Regions from separate parts of the Mus musculus genome. Here region 2 is linked to region 1. A link is a contact called in public Hi-C data. All regions are on one chromosome and are shown on one strand. Each heading gives the region's core, a stretch centred on a gene start, on an enhancer-like site or on the middle of the called end of the contact. The rest is flanking DNA. Distances are from core to core; before and after follow the strand shown. Region 1 overlaps Plekhh2 (pleckstrin homology domain containing, family H (with MyTH4 domain) member 2). Region 2 overlaps Dync2li1 (dynein cytoplasmic 2 light intermediate chain 1).

The links. A called contact is a pair of places that touch in the nucleus more often than the background predicts.
Region 2: a Hi-C map of cranial neural crest shows a contact between it and region 1, with 5 times the contacts expected there. The contact joins two enhancer-like sites. A contact is called at or near these places in 3 of 484 Hi-C or Micro-C datasets (cranial neural crest, hematopoietic stem and progenitor cells and nephron progenitors), 1 of 115 datasets of contacts at active chromatin or transcription factors (embryonic stem cells) and 1 of 9 other capture datasets (pancreatic islet).

What each region holds. Positions count from the first base shown.
Region 1 is chr17:84,563,549-84,571,051 of GRCm38.p6, reverse strand. It overlaps Plekhh2 (pleckstrin homology domain containing, family H (with MyTH4 domain) member 2), which reads right to left. Exons shown (of 30, transcript NM_177606.4): 7 at 7,055-7,234; 8 at 4,117-5,081; 9 at 1,101-1,176; 10 at 1-10. Among named protein-coding and RNA genes, the nearest start is that of 4930500A05Rik, 15 kb to the right of the region's middle. Within about 2 kb of position 3,696, at least 37 of the 459 cell types and tissues checked have an H3K27ac peak or open chromatin away from gene starts, as enhancers often do.
Region 2 is chr17:84,639,367-84,646,626 of GRCm38.p6, reverse strand. It overlaps Dync2li1 (dynein cytoplasmic 2 light intermediate chain 1), which reads right to left. Exons shown (of 13, transcript NM_172256.2): 6 at 3,569-3,755; 7 at 2,454-2,522; 8 at 1,831-1,908. Among named protein-coding and RNA genes, the nearest start is that of Dync2li1, 17 kb to the right of the region's middle. Within about 2 kb of position 3,581, at least 24 of the 459 cell types and tissues checked have an H3K27ac peak or open chromatin away from gene starts, as enhancers often do.

The DNA.
Region 1 (7,503 bases), core at 2,447-4,946:
TCTGCAGAATCTGAAACAGAAAAGGACATTAAGGAAATTCCTTCCAACTAGCACACTGGTCTATTGCTTACGAATATATATACTGAAAAGAAATCAGATTAATCGGTAGTGTTGATTAATATCATTCTGCTTTACGCCATTTCTAGAACCGTGGCTACACTTTTTTGTCAATGTGTGACGGGGTCTTTCTGTGGAGCCTAGGCTGGCATCGAGCTAGCAGTGTTCCTCCTGCCTAGACTCCTGATTGCTGGCATTAGAGGCAGCATATCCAGCTACAGATAGACACTTCTGTGTGAGTTATTTTGTTTTATGATTTTGAGACAGGGTCTCACGTAACCCAGGCTAGCCTTGATCCTACTACGTTGCTGAGGCTAGCCCTTAACTCTAGATCCTCTTGCTTCAACCTACCAAGCGTTGACCTTATATTTTTTATAGTGAGAACGATTATTTCTATAATAATTTTTGAAGGAAAGGGGAAAATAATATAGAAGCCAGTATTTTAAAATAATTTTTGTAGCTTAAAACAGATAAAATGCCCTTGTCTTTCTACTTTGCCTTGTGTGGGAGGGGACGGGGACGGGGGTTTAAAAAACAGAAAAGTACATTCTACATCAGGTCTGAATATATTCATGCCTTTATCCTAAAAAATAAATATCAGTTTTAACACAAATCCTGAACACTTACATATTTCCATTTTTCTAGTAACATTAGACATTTAGGAAGCTCTTGCCTAGTGAAACAGCAATACAAAATCATGTAGTTAAAAAAAAAAACCTCTTATTACAGTATTTTAAAGCCATAAATAGTAAAACTTACTGTCGTAAGCATTTTACATTTAATAAGGTAGAGTTTATTCGCCCTGTTGTAAAAGAGACCTCTACAACTTCTGAAATTTTATACCCACTAAAGCGCATTTCCCCTTCCCTGATTTCCTAACTCCCTGTGAGCATCCTCCTATGTTGTTTCTGTGATTGGTTGCTTTGATGAATTCTGTAACAGAATTCTGCGCTCCTGCCTCTCTGTGGCCGCATCCCATTTTCTCTGAGGCGTACCCGTCCTCAAGGCTCACCCGCATCACAACATGCAAAGACAGCACTTACTTTTATTAGCATGCTCCATATTGAAGGCCTCAGACACCCGGATGCCTGATTTGGCTACAGCATATATCCTGCTCTCCTAATATAAAAGAGAGATTGCACCAGGCACTTACAGCCACGAAATGATTACAGTGAACACAATACTCTTCCTTTGTTCTTCAGATAACATCCACTCAAATACAAAATCCTAGTTAGCACAGAACTCAGCGGTGCTGATAAAAATGCGCCGGTGTGAACAGCTCATTCAGCAGCCATTCTATTATCTGTTTTTGTTCCCAAACTTTGGCCTGGTATCTTGACTTTGGGTGACTTAAGAACAAGCATAAGAGAGCTTACTGCCAAGCACTGATTTTAGGTAAACCCCCTTCTTTAACACTGTAACATTCTATATGTGGTTAAAGGGGGAAACCCTGGATACCTGTAGCAATGAAGCCAACTGCTTACAGTCACTAATTACACACAGATATCACCTTTAATATCTGTTACCATGGCTAGGATAGAAAGGGGGACTATGTATATGCGGAATCACAGCAGAGCATTCGATGTTACTGCCTTCTTATTCAATGTACATTTCAATAAAATAAAAGACTTTGGGTCTAATAATAAATGGATTTGAGAATCACACTGGAATGATTATCTTGTTCCAAAAGTAGCTTATTGTGTTTCCTCCTCTTTTCAAGAAAGATCTCTGATAACAGGTACTGCAAGGTTAGCATCGCCAGCTAACAAGAAGGTTCCTAGTGGTTCCCAGTGCGTTAATCACTGTGCCACGCCTTTTATGAAAGATCTAAACTTGAACACGGTCTTGCCTGGACTAGAACACGGAAGGCAACAGATGTCACCCTCTTCTACTGGGCTGGCCAGTGGCAACAGTGACTGGTACAAGTTCATTGATGACACTGATGATGGGGGCCTGTTCGATGCACTAGTGCCAAACAGAACGGGTGTGCTTTCTTTGGAGGGATTTACACACAGAGATGAACTGCAGAGGTCAACACTAAAGCAATATGAGCGGGAGCTTCGAGTCCACTGGGGTCCGTGTGAGCACGAGACAGACATGGAAGCAGGAAGGAAATCGGAAAGAGAGTCACCATAGATGAGAAGACAAGCCAGGTCCCTTAGCAAACAGGCCGTCAGAGGTAGTTAGTGTTGGCTCAGAGCTTGCCTCACCAGAGTGACTATTCCATTCTGAATAATGCTCTAATTCAAACAGGGGATGCTTGCTTTAAATTAGCATCTTACTGACTGAGGTAGCTAGAACATCTCCCGAAAACCTGAAAATAGGAACCTTTGCTCCGGGTCAGTACATTAGAAGTCTGAGAAGCATTTGACTTTTCCAGGACCAAATAGCTTGAAAAGAGGAAAAGAAGGAAAAGGTAAAACTGCAAAATAAAATGAACTTGAAAGCTTGACATGAATCTTGAAGATCTTCAACACAACAACAACAAAAAAAAAACCAAATCTCGGCGTCTTACTGCCCAAGGGTAACATAGCTAGAATTTTACAGAGCCACACACCATTTGCTTCTACTTTTTTGTGCAGTGCAGAATTTAGCAATAAACAAGAGGCTGTTTCATGTGGCTACTGAAAGGAAAAAATGTTCTCTTGAGAGTAAATAAAAAGCAGATACATCTTTAAGTCTGAATTTCTGTTAGGGAAGCCATGGCCATTGTAATTTGTTTACAGTTATAGCAGCTACTAAATAAAATAACCATAATAACAATTAAAAAAAAACATGACTACAAAACCCAAAATACCTGGCATCCCAGATGTTTCTTTTTTGTTTTGTTTTGTTTGGTTTGGTTTTTTGTTTTCGAGACAGGGTTTCTCTGTGTAGCGCTAGCTGACTTTGTAGACCAGGCTGGCCTTGAACTCAGAAATCCGCCTGTCTCTGCCTCCCAAGTGCTGGGATTAAAGGCGTGTGCCACCACCGCCTGGCTATCTCAGAAGTTTCTTTTGAAGTGAGAGGTTAAACTGTCCCAATATGGGAGGGAAAACATAAGTCTACAAAGCAGACCAATTCACTTAATTTTAAAAGTAGACTATTCGGGCTGGTGAGATGGCTGGTAGGTTAGAGTGACAAACTAAGTTTGAGCTCGGAACCTCCATGGTGGAAGAGAGTGACAACTCCTGCAGGCTGAGCTCTGATCTCCACACTTAACCTGCAGCAGGCTTGCTCCTCCCATTAATACATAAGTGCGAAAGCTTAAAGAGAGATTTTTGTTTTTTGTTCTTTTTAAATCAGGCAATGTAGATATGTCTAAGAAATACCTAATCATTGACAAGTTGCTTTTGTAGCCACAAAGTTTCCAAAGAGAAGCCAGTCTCTTCTAGGTTAGAAAGAAGCTAATCTAGCTGAAGTAAGGGCTTTGTAAATTAACAAGGAGTAACGCAAAACCTCTGTTAATCAAGCGAAAAGCAAAGCTCAGAGCCTGAGCGGGAAGACTTCAGTGCTGCCTCCGGAGCACTCAGTTGAGGAAACCCCCCCCCCCCACCCTATCACGTGTCCTGGTCAGGGCCTCCAGGCACCGAACACCCCTGCTCGCTCTCCACATCCACCCACATCACCACTGTGTGGTGGGGCCGCACAGCCCAGCACCGGTCCTCTCTCGGAGCAACAGAGGGGCGGCTCCAACAGGAAACAAGCGTCTTCACAATGGATGAGTTAGAGGGGCCCCTGGCCTCGCTTCCCCTAACTCCAGCTTGGGCCTGAGTGAACAAATCTAATTCCAAAGTCTAACATTGAAAAGCTCATCTGCCCCCGCCCCAAGGCTCTCATCCGTAATTAAAGTCGTATTTTGAATTCCCATCTGTCTTGTTTCTCAATTGCTCAGAACACGGTTGGGGAAGAGAAGGGGAAACTGAATTCTGAAAACTGAGAGTTGTCAGAACAATGCTGAATTTGAAAAGAAACGGGGTGAGGGTGTGTGGGTGGGTGGGTGGGGGTGCGGGTAGTGTGAAACCTGAGTCTGTGCTGAGAACAGGCCCCTGAGCGCGTGCTGCACACGGATGTAATTACCCAAGAGGGGAAGCGGTGCAGAGGAGGAGTAGGGGGTTTGTTGCATGGGGCCTTCTTTGGGGCCTCGCTGTTTTCCTGGTCATCTGCACACGGAGGAGGATCCTGGGAGTCATAGGAAAATAAGCCGTCATCGCAACCAGTGTCCATTCTGTTCACAGCCTCGGCCCCGTCCCCATCAACCACATCAAGGTCCGTTTCCTGGGGCCTCAGCGGCCGGATCATGCTTATGGCGTTCCGGTTCGTGCCAAACATCCGATCGGAGCATAGCTGTGGCTGGCTCAGGTGTCTCTTGGTGAGTGCCACACTTATACTGAAAACGTTGGGGACCCTGAGCTTTGGGGGTGGCTGGAATGGAGGAGGCACTAACGGGGCTCCTCCTTTTCCAGGGAGTGAGTTAGGGTACCTGGGAGTTAAAGCTGGGGTTAAAATAGGGCTTGGGGTGTTGGCCTCGCTGGATGAGGATGTATAATCCAGTCTCTGCGAGTGAAATTTCTTATTCAGTTCATCTGAGGAACTATCTTGCTCCTTTACTCCTGACTGAGACCTCCCTTTTGCAAGGTTACCCTGAGCTTTCCATGGTGCCTTCTGCTGCCAAGAACACAGCTTCTTTTGCTCAGGTCTATTCCCATCAAAAGTCTCTTCTTCGAATATAGAACTACTGTCATCAGATGCTGTGAGGTAGGCTTCGCTGCCCAGCCTGCCGCACTGGCCACCCTCCTCAGATGTGTGGCTGGAAAGGGTGGACGTGCACCTGGACTTAGATCTGCCCTTGCTTCCATCATCCTCGTCTGAACTCCAGTCACTCACTGGAACCCCAGAATTCTGGGACGTACCACCATCCATTGCAAAGCTTGCTCTCGTTTTCTGGTTCTGTTCCGAGCTGCAAGAGGTCTCGTGCAACTTTCTCTGGCTTCTGCTGTTCTCTTGGACTTGGTTGTCAGCAGGCTTCTCTGCAATTTCCATCTCTAGAAGAAGACACAGCACATTGGCAGGTTGCCTTTAAAGCTGACATAACTAGACTGCATGTGTGCATTGGCACTGCCTGACTTAACTACACTGTAGAGGCTGGCAACTTCATGCGAATATGGTCAGCTCCTACTGTTGTTAGTTTTCTGCCTTCTTAAGCACCTTTGAAAACTGCAGGGTTTATGAAAACATATAATCCTTATACTTCAATTTAATTGTATCAAAAGTAAATTGCTTTTTACAAATAAGTATGTTGGAGAACGGAAGTTGGCAACAATCTAAAGAGAGAAGGAGTGGAGTGTGAAGAAGGATCAATTTGACCATCAAAGAAAGAAGCTGTCAAAAAAAAAAAAAAGAACACCATTACTTCCATTTTTAGAAGTAAAGAAAATGACAGCCCTTTTCCCATTAACCTTCAAAACCATCATAATGTAATCCTAAACATGAACACAAAACCACAATTTCAGAAACCAACTTTGTATCCACGCTTCAATACATAAAATGTGTAAAAGCACAGAAAAAGCTTTCCTCTACTCTCTGTTTAACTATAATTCCATGTGCTTTAACAAGAGCAGCCTCTTTAAATGCCTTTAGATACAGAATCCATTTGTTAGCACCAGGAGAAATGGAACATACCAATAGCTCCATAAATAATGACTTAAAACTCCAGATTGAATAGAAAAGAAACCCTGAAAATATAAATTTGAACCTCGCAATTAAGGGACAAGAGGCCAAACACACATGCTCTCAAGTTCTGCTGCAGGGATTGGTTACACTGTCAAGGTTTCTGCTGCAGGGATTGGTTACATTTTCAAGGGTTCTGCTGCAGGGATTGGTTACATTTCAAGGTTTCTGCTGCAGGGATTGGTTACATTTCAAGGTTTCTGCTGCAGGGATTGGTTACACTGTCAAGGGTTCTGCTGCAGGGATTGGTTACATTTCAAGGTTTCTGCTGCAGAGATTGGTTACATTTCAAGGTTTCTGCTGCAGGGATTGGTTACACTGTCAAGGGTTCTGCTGCAGGGATTGGTTACATTTCAAGGTTTCTGCTGCAGAGATTGGTTACATTTCAAGGTTTCTGCTGCAGGGATTGGTTACATTGTCAAGGGTTCTGCTGCAGGGATTGGTTACATTTCAAGGTTTCTGCTGCAGGGATTGGTTACATTTCAAGGTTTCTGCTGCAGGGATTGGTTACACTGTCAAGGGTTCTGCTGCAGGGATTGGTTACATTTCAAGGTTTCTGCTGCAGAGATTGGTTACATTTCAAGGTTTCTGCTGCAGGGATTGGTTACATTGTCAAGGGTTCTGCTGCAGGGATTGGTTACATTGTCAAGGGTTCTGCTGCAGGGATTGGTTACATTGTCAAGGGTTCTGCTGCAGGGATTGGTTACATTGTCAAGGGTTCTGCTGCAGGGATTGGTTACATTTCAAGGGTTCTGCTGCAGGGATTGGTTACATTGTCAAGGTTTCTGCTGCAGGGATTGGTTACATTGTCAAGGGTTCTGCTGCAGGGATTGGTTACATCTTCAAGTGCTGAGCAGGCAGATTCAGCCATGCTGAGCTGACCACTGAAAAGGTTTCTTGGAAAAGTAACAAAATGTGAGTAACAGCAAGAAATAGGTCACAAGGAAGCCTTCCACTGAAAAAGCATTGTGTAGTTTTCAAAATGTTAAAACCCAGCTGAGAGGTGGCTTTTACTGCAGTCATTTTTCTCAGGCCTTGGAAGGGAACTAGAGTGGGATGTAGGTAAGTTGCAAACTCAGGCTTCCCTAGAACTTTTGGGGAAAGTCAACAAACAAGATTGCCCGTGAGGTGTTGCCACCAGGCTGCACCAGCAGGCAAACTTTAGAGGGAGACTGAAAATGAAGGGCACAGAACCAAGGCTGGATTATGTAGTGTAGGCAGTATTTTCTTCTCTGAAGTAACAAAGAATAAAAAGTAGTTATCAAAAGTGACCCCCACTAGTAAGTACCTTCTACACATCTTCCTTCCGTGATCTCAGGTTCATTTGAGGCCATCTTGCTCACTTCCTCACATCTTACGACACAAGGAGGACTCTTTGCTCGGGACAAGAAGCATCCAAATGTCAAATTGCGTTGCCCTTCTGAGGTCTTTGGTGAGGAGACACAGGATATCTTCTTCTCTTGGAGTTCTGTAAGGTCATTAAGCAAATTGGAGATGAGTTTTTAATAGTGGTTTATTAGAACTGCTGAATGAAAACATAAGGACTTGAATAAACCACCCTTAATACCAGAAAAAAAAACCAGAAAGACAGAATTTGCTCTTATACATAAGTATACATTATACATAAGAAAATGGAAGGCCTGATATAGAGCACAGAACCCTAAATCTGTGGTGTGTGTTGGGGGTGGGGCGGGGTGGGAAGGGATCAGTGGGTAGAGGTGCCTGCTGTCAATCCTA
Region 2 (7,260 bases), core at 2,332-4,831, 76 kb before region 1:
GTGTCCTCCACAGATGGTCAGTCACTGTTTGCCTTCTAAATACTTTGCTATTCAAAGGCAAAGGAGAATGGCTCAGATGTATGAAGTGAAATGAAATACTTATAAAGCAAAGATGGCAACTTTCTGGTTCCCATGGCAGGTCCACAGGACAACGCTGACTCTGGTGTAAGAATAGGCTCACAGAGGAAGTACAGTACACAAGGGCTCACAAAGGTCAGACACATTCATTTAAAACAAAGAATTTAATAATGATCATGTTTATCGTGTGATATGTAAAATAGGGATTTTTTTAATTAAAAAAGATTGTTGTACTTAGTTTTACTAAGAAATTATATATTTGTTACATTATAATATATTGTTATTGCTTTAAACTATGTAATTTTGTAATATTTTGTTTTTACCACAGGGGCGAGGAGCAAGCCTAAGCACAAATGTTTCTCAGGGTCGAGGGGTGGGAGAGCACTCAAGGTTTCTCACCAACTCATCTCACCATCTGCTGCCTCTCAAACCCCTCCCTCCACTCCTGCTGGTGCTCCTGAGTCAGCTCAGTGCTGGGAACCCCTCCCCCGCCCCCCCCCCCCCCGTCTCCCCCACCTCCCCCTCCCCTCGTTCCCCTTCCTCCCCGTGTCCTCCCCAGAGCCACCCCTCCCACCCTCGGAGGTGCTCCTCTCCACTCATTAGCAGAAATGAATGAACTAGAAACTTCCTCCCCACTGGTTCTTTTCAAAATGGCAAAAAGACTTTCCAAAGCCTGACGTATAGGCAGACAGAGCTCAGGCTAAGAAGGTAAAGAGAACACATAAAGAAATGGGAAGTGCTCTAAATGCATAGATATTGAACATACACAGAATACAGAGCTCGTTCAGCTGGGGCAGCAACAGGCTCCACCCTGCCCTGGGGCTCTACTCTCTTTGAGCACTTTGACTCAGGAAAGCAAACCACCAACTATTTATTCAACAGCTAAGATAGCCTTGTTTGTTGTTGTTGTTTGTTTTGTTTGTTTTTGAGACAGGGTCTCATTATAGAGGCTCAGAAAAGGTAGAGTATTTTAATTCCCACAATTACTCTTTTAACGTGCAAACATTTTAAGTTTGCCTAGCAAAAGCAGTTCAGAAATTAAGGTAGTATTTTTCAGCAAAATAGTTTTACATTTTATCTTTTGTTTAAAGGATAACCAGCAAAGTCTGGCCCACCTCGGAAGATCATTACAACCCTGTGCTTTTCGGGTTGTTTCTGAGACGCTCAGGCCGCCTTGGACCTGAGCACTTCCTGCCCCATGCATCCGTCTCCTGAGGTGGGCTATTTATTCACTGGCTCCACAGTTCAGGCCCGCACCCCTCCTCACGAAGCAGGCAGGCACGGTTCCCATCTGCTTTTACCTCAGAGGATGCAAAGCTTAGGTGGCTGGTCCAGAATCCTTGTCTGACAAGGAGTTGGTCACAGTGACACTGACCTGGGCAGCTCGACTCCAAAATTCATGATTTTAACCTCTATACCAGCATTGCTTTTACATAAAACACCATCTTATTAAAATCCCGCCCTTGCCCCCCTCCTCCCGGGCCCTTCCATTGAAGGAATATAGATTCTAATTCTTGAAGACAAAAATAAAAATGTGTGAACACACCAACATATCTCTGAAGCTTGCCTGGGCTTACAGACACAAGCCGTGGAAGGTGGGGAGGCCATGGGCAGAGGGCTCTGCAGGGGCCCTGTCTAAGCAGAGCTTTGGAAGTGAGAAGGAAAGGGGCAGGGCGAGCTCAGGTCTCTATTATTCCCATCTGGGCAGCCCGCTCCTTTCTCCACACACCCAGAGGGCAGGGAGGCACTGACCATCAGCGAGGCTCCGTAGTAATGTGCCACAAAGCGCAGGGTCTTACATATCACCTTTCTCTTCTCAGGATCAAAATCCTGTGGAAGAAAATCATTACAAGGAAAAAATAAGCCAGAGGACTCAACAGCTCACTTGGGGAGAAACACATTATTTGTTTTTAAATCCCCACCCTGAGGAGTCCGGCTCGGTCACCTCCACGTTCACATCTGGAGAGACTGAACAAGCCGCCGTCTCCTACTGCTATCAGATCTGTTTAAACGCTTGGCTTCAGAGAGTCCAGATATAAGCACACATTTCATCCTGCGCAATACCCTAAGGACTCCCTGACAAGCCAAGATAAGAAGAAACTAATTTCCTACTTTCTTCAGTTTACAGTTGGGGAGTAAATCTTATCCCTCAGTGCTAAGATTTGTTTTTAAGTTTTCTGCCTCGCCCCGTTCTAACCAATGGGCTCATTTTCCTGAACTCCTTGGGATGTCCTCATCATACCGTCCTTTCTAACATCTTTTACATGGATGTCTCTGAGCTGGTCCCTTCCAGAGGTACTGTTCTTATTTCATCATTTTCCCATAAAAGCATAGCTACACATGCCCCATGAACAGCTAGACATAGAAGCACCTACCTGGAAAATATCATATTTACTTCCAATAATGACCAGAGGTATTGGAAATGGGTCAATTAATTCCCGGTCCTGTTAATAAACAGATATACTTGATTATAGTTGTGTATTGCTATGTCCTCAGGAATTTCTGTTTACTTCAGAAAACACCTTTTACTCTCGTCATTGATGTTGACCATATTTTCTGAAATAGAGTTTGCTATGATATTAACTTTCACTTTGTGCTATATTTTAAGTGTGAAGCCAGAAATGGCAATTGTCATAACACCATGGCGCCCATTCACTTTTGTGGTCTGCTACTCTGGTTTGTTTGTTTGTTTGTTTGTTTGTTTGTTTTGTTTTCCAAGACAGACTCTCTCTGTGTAGCCCTAGCTGTCCTGGAACTTGTTTTGTAGACCAGGCTGGCCTCGAACTCTGACATGCCTGCCTCTGCCTCCTGAGTGCTCCACCCGGCTACTGCTGGGCTTCCCTACAAGGACATCATCTTTAAGGGGCTTCTCATTTATGTAAAGTGCGTGCTGCTTGGCTGAATTTGGTCCTGATACTTTGTAAGACACAGGCGCACAAACTATGGACACTAGGAAATGCTTCTCTTAGTTTTCTAGATGATGACATTCCAACTGTATCTAAAACCTTGTGCTGCCACCACAGCAACTCTAGGACTTGATAGTTTGGGGATGGCGGCGGGGGGGGGGGGGGGGGGGTGTCACATGACAGCCACTGAATGAATGCAGACGCCTGTTGCTGGGGAGGCAGCTGACTCTCAGCTCCTGCTTCAGTCCGTAGCTTCAGCCAGCCTCTCCCAGTTCAACCCGGATTTTCATCTTCATTTTACAAAGATTATACAATCAGTGTCAGAACTCTGCTCTAAAACTCCCTTTCTCTTGAGTTATGGTAAGGTTCATCGCAGTGAACACGGCAGATGTCTGACGAGGAGACGTCAGCGTCTTCCCCTTCTCTGGCTCTTTCTGAGGTTTATGAAATTGCTGTAATTTTCCAGTAAACCAGTTCATTTACATCAAACACATTTTAAGTCATGCAGAAAATGAAAGAAGCTGCATTGAGGTACTGTCTCTACTCGGTGTGGCACTGAGGCCAGAACAAACCGGGAAGCTCACCGGATGGTCCTTCTGCACCACGCTCCACATTCGTTGCCGCATCTCGGCCGAAGCCTTGGAGCTTGTCTTGCCCAGCTTCATTATCACCTTGTCTACATGGCTTTTTGTGGCTTGCAACAGATTTTCCATGGTTGACCAAAGATCATTAGGTTTGGAAAGATCCAAAACAAGAACAATAGAAAATGTCCTAAAGAGATAAAACAGCTGTAAACAAAGAGATTCCTCGTGGTAACTGTTTTGAGATGTGAAATGTCCTGAAATTTATCTAATATAGTTACAAAACCCAGCATGCCATTATTCCAAGACGGAGTGAGAGCTCACTTAGAGCCTTGTGTACTCTGGTCCTTCCTACTGGTACTCAGTATGACAGCTAAGAACGATGCAGTTCAGACAGAGAAGCTGAACGCGAATGGTCCGATGATGCCACATTTAGACCTGACTTTACCTGGTGCTCCACAGAAAAGGAGCAAAAATCTCAGTGCCAAGGTCAGCAGCAATGCAATGTATACGGAAGGGAATGGACACACTGACAAGCCTTACTGGGAAGCCAGCGGGCTTGCTTAAGCTTTTTCTAGGCAGTTTCCCTAGATGTGCTGATGCCTGTTTTATGGATCTGAAATTAGAAGCGCTTATTTATATAACTAGTAAGCTGGAAAAGTGCTTTTAAATCAAAGTCGTCTGTTTTCCAGCTATACTTCTCTCTCTCTCTGAAAACACGGCTCTGATTAGCAGAGGACACTGCCATCACCACAGACAGTGGGCTCCACTCCTACACATTAAACATAAATCTAAATCTAAACTCTACAACAAAACAACCCATTTAAAAATAGATTCCAATAACTCCAAAGAGATAGCTGTTGGCCAAGAAGCACATGAAAAGATGCTTGAGGACTGAAGAGATGGCTCAGAAGGTTCAATCCCTGGTTTACAAGCGTCTATGACTCTAGTTCCAGGGGGTTCTGACGCCCTCTGCTGGCCCCTGTAGGTACTGCATGCATGTGGTACACAGATACACATAACATGCAGGCAAAACAACACTACACATAAAATTTTTTAAAATGCTCAACAATTTCAATTATTAGAAAGTTGTCAAAATGAGAGTGTGCTCACAGCCGTTAGGGTAGCTGTTATCTAAGAAAAGACATAGGAAGTAAGTGCTGCTGAGAATACAGAAAATTTAACTGTGCATCAAGGGTATAAAACAGTGTAGCAGCTTTGGAAAACAGTGTGGCGTTCCTGAAACAACACAACAGAAACACCACGTGGTTCAACATTCCATTTCCAGGTCTATGCCCAAATTCTGAAGAATATTTGTTATTTGTGTTTTGAGACCTTGTAGCCCTGGCTGTTCTGGAACTTACTATGTAGCCAAGGTTGGCCTTGAACCATCTGCTTGCCTAGGTCCCAGACTGCTGGGATTATAGGCACGAGCCACTATGCCCAGGGGGAAGCTACGACTGAAACAGGATGTGGATATCAGTGTTCATGGCAGCGGCATCCACGATAGCCAAAGGGCAGAACAGCCCAAAAGTCCATGGACGGATTGATGGGTGAACAGACCGTAGGATATACAGATGGTGAAGCATTGCGCACTATTACAAAGGAGGGAAGTTCAACACATGCTATACTATGACCTTGAGGACATTATACTAAGTTAAATAAACTACAAAAAGGCAAATACTCCATGACCTCATTATATAAGACACCATGGAGTCAAACTGCTAAGAGCCCACAGGAACTTTCCTGCAGGAAGACCACGAAGTCCTAGGAATGAATGTGGTAGTGCTGGCTGTACAACCGTGGACATGTGCTGGCTGTACAACCGTGGACATGTGCTCAAAGCCGCAGAAGACCTCACCAAGACGTACATCAGTGGGAGATGTTATGTTGTGTATATTTTAGCCAACTGAAACACACACACACACACACACACACACAAACACACACACACACACACACACGAATGCTTTAGAAAATGGTCAGAATAAGTATGTAGACATTTAATCATGGCCAACAATTTTTTTTTGAGACAAAGTTTCTCTGTTTCTCTGTGTAGGCCCAGCAGTTCTGGAGCTCACTCTGTAGACCAGGCAGCCCTGGGATTGACAGAGATGCGCCTGCCTCTGCCTCCCAAGTGCTGGCGTCCCATCTGTGCACCATCACGCCCGACTCAGAGCCAACATTCTTACTCAACAGGCAAATATTCTGCTAGGAGATAAAAATGATGCTATTCAGGTTTTTTGTGGGGTCAGTCAAACCAGCTATTTTGGGTAATGCATACAAAACAATATCTAAATTCTGTGCCCATGGTCTCAATTTAGTAAGGATACTTTAGATACTAATAGCAAACATATCTGTAAAATTACTGTCTTTCTATGTCACCTAATTAAGTTTATAAACAGTCTGCTTCTCTAAAGACTCATATACTAAATATGTACTAGTAAAGAAACTAATTTTACTCTTAGAGCTTTAGCGTATCATAGTTTGGTTCTGTTTTATAAGACGGTCATAACCTTTTTACTATGGTCAAATAGTACAACATAAAAATCACTTTTAACCCTGAAAGCAGGCAGGACAGGGACAGATTACCTAACATTTTGTTTCTAGCACTGTGTCTCTCTGTCCCTTCTTTATGGAAAATGTTAGCTAAGTAAACAGCTTAAAAATTCTTAAAGTGAGACTGGTCCACAGGAAATGTTCTTTTGCAAGTTAATCTGAGAGGGCTAGGCCGACTCCATGCCAGGCTTCAAGTGGGCAGTTACGGAGACGAGGCCTAAATTTCTGTTTCCAAGAACTGGGCAAGTCCATGCAGTCCAGGCCTCAGAAGCCGCCCCTGCCACCTGGCCTGAGGCAAGGACAATGGGTCAGCGGCAGTGTCCAGACTTCCTCAGCTACTTCCTCAGTAACAGTTTCCAGACCTCCCCAGCAAGTTTCCAGCCCCCACACCCCAGTAATGGAATGTCTGTAGAGATGGTCCCAGCAGATTAGCATGGAGGTCACCTACCCTGGAATTCCCTAATGTGCTTTAAATCGGACTGTGAGCTCACTTGGGTGTCTTTCTATCTTGGCAATGAATGGGAGAGCCCAGCATGTGGGACTTGTGCAGAATAAAACACTCGTTGCATTTACATACGATTTGAGTCCGGGGAGCCATTCTTCAGCGAACTGTGGACCCTTACAAACCAAAGTCTGCTCTATGAACATTATGTCAAGGGTAAACAATATCTAATTGCATGTGACAATATGTCAGTTTCTCAATGTGCTGGGGTTTGCCCTAAACAAGAAAATTATGTGTTAAACTAATTCCAGTTTAAAAACTCTCTGTGGTTCAACTACAGGAAGGAAGATCCTCACTAACCGCACCCAACTTTGGACCCAGACCTGGGCCTAATTCATTACAACCGGGTCCTTCCTCTCTCCCAAAGCTGGCTCCAGCTGTCCTGGAGCCTAAGGACATGTCAGACCCCACACAGTGAGGTATTAAAGAAACATGGAAAGTTTTCACCTCCTGTAGAAACCCGAATTTCCACGAGTCTGTCTGGCCTAGTCGTACACAAGTCTGTCCTAGTCGTATACAAGTCTGTCCTAGTACAGGCAGAAGTGGGCTTCTGCTTGCAGCCTTCCTGCCTCTTGGCAACACAAGGTGGCAGCGGGCTCTTAGCTCCTCCCCACCCTCCCCATCTCCACTCTTA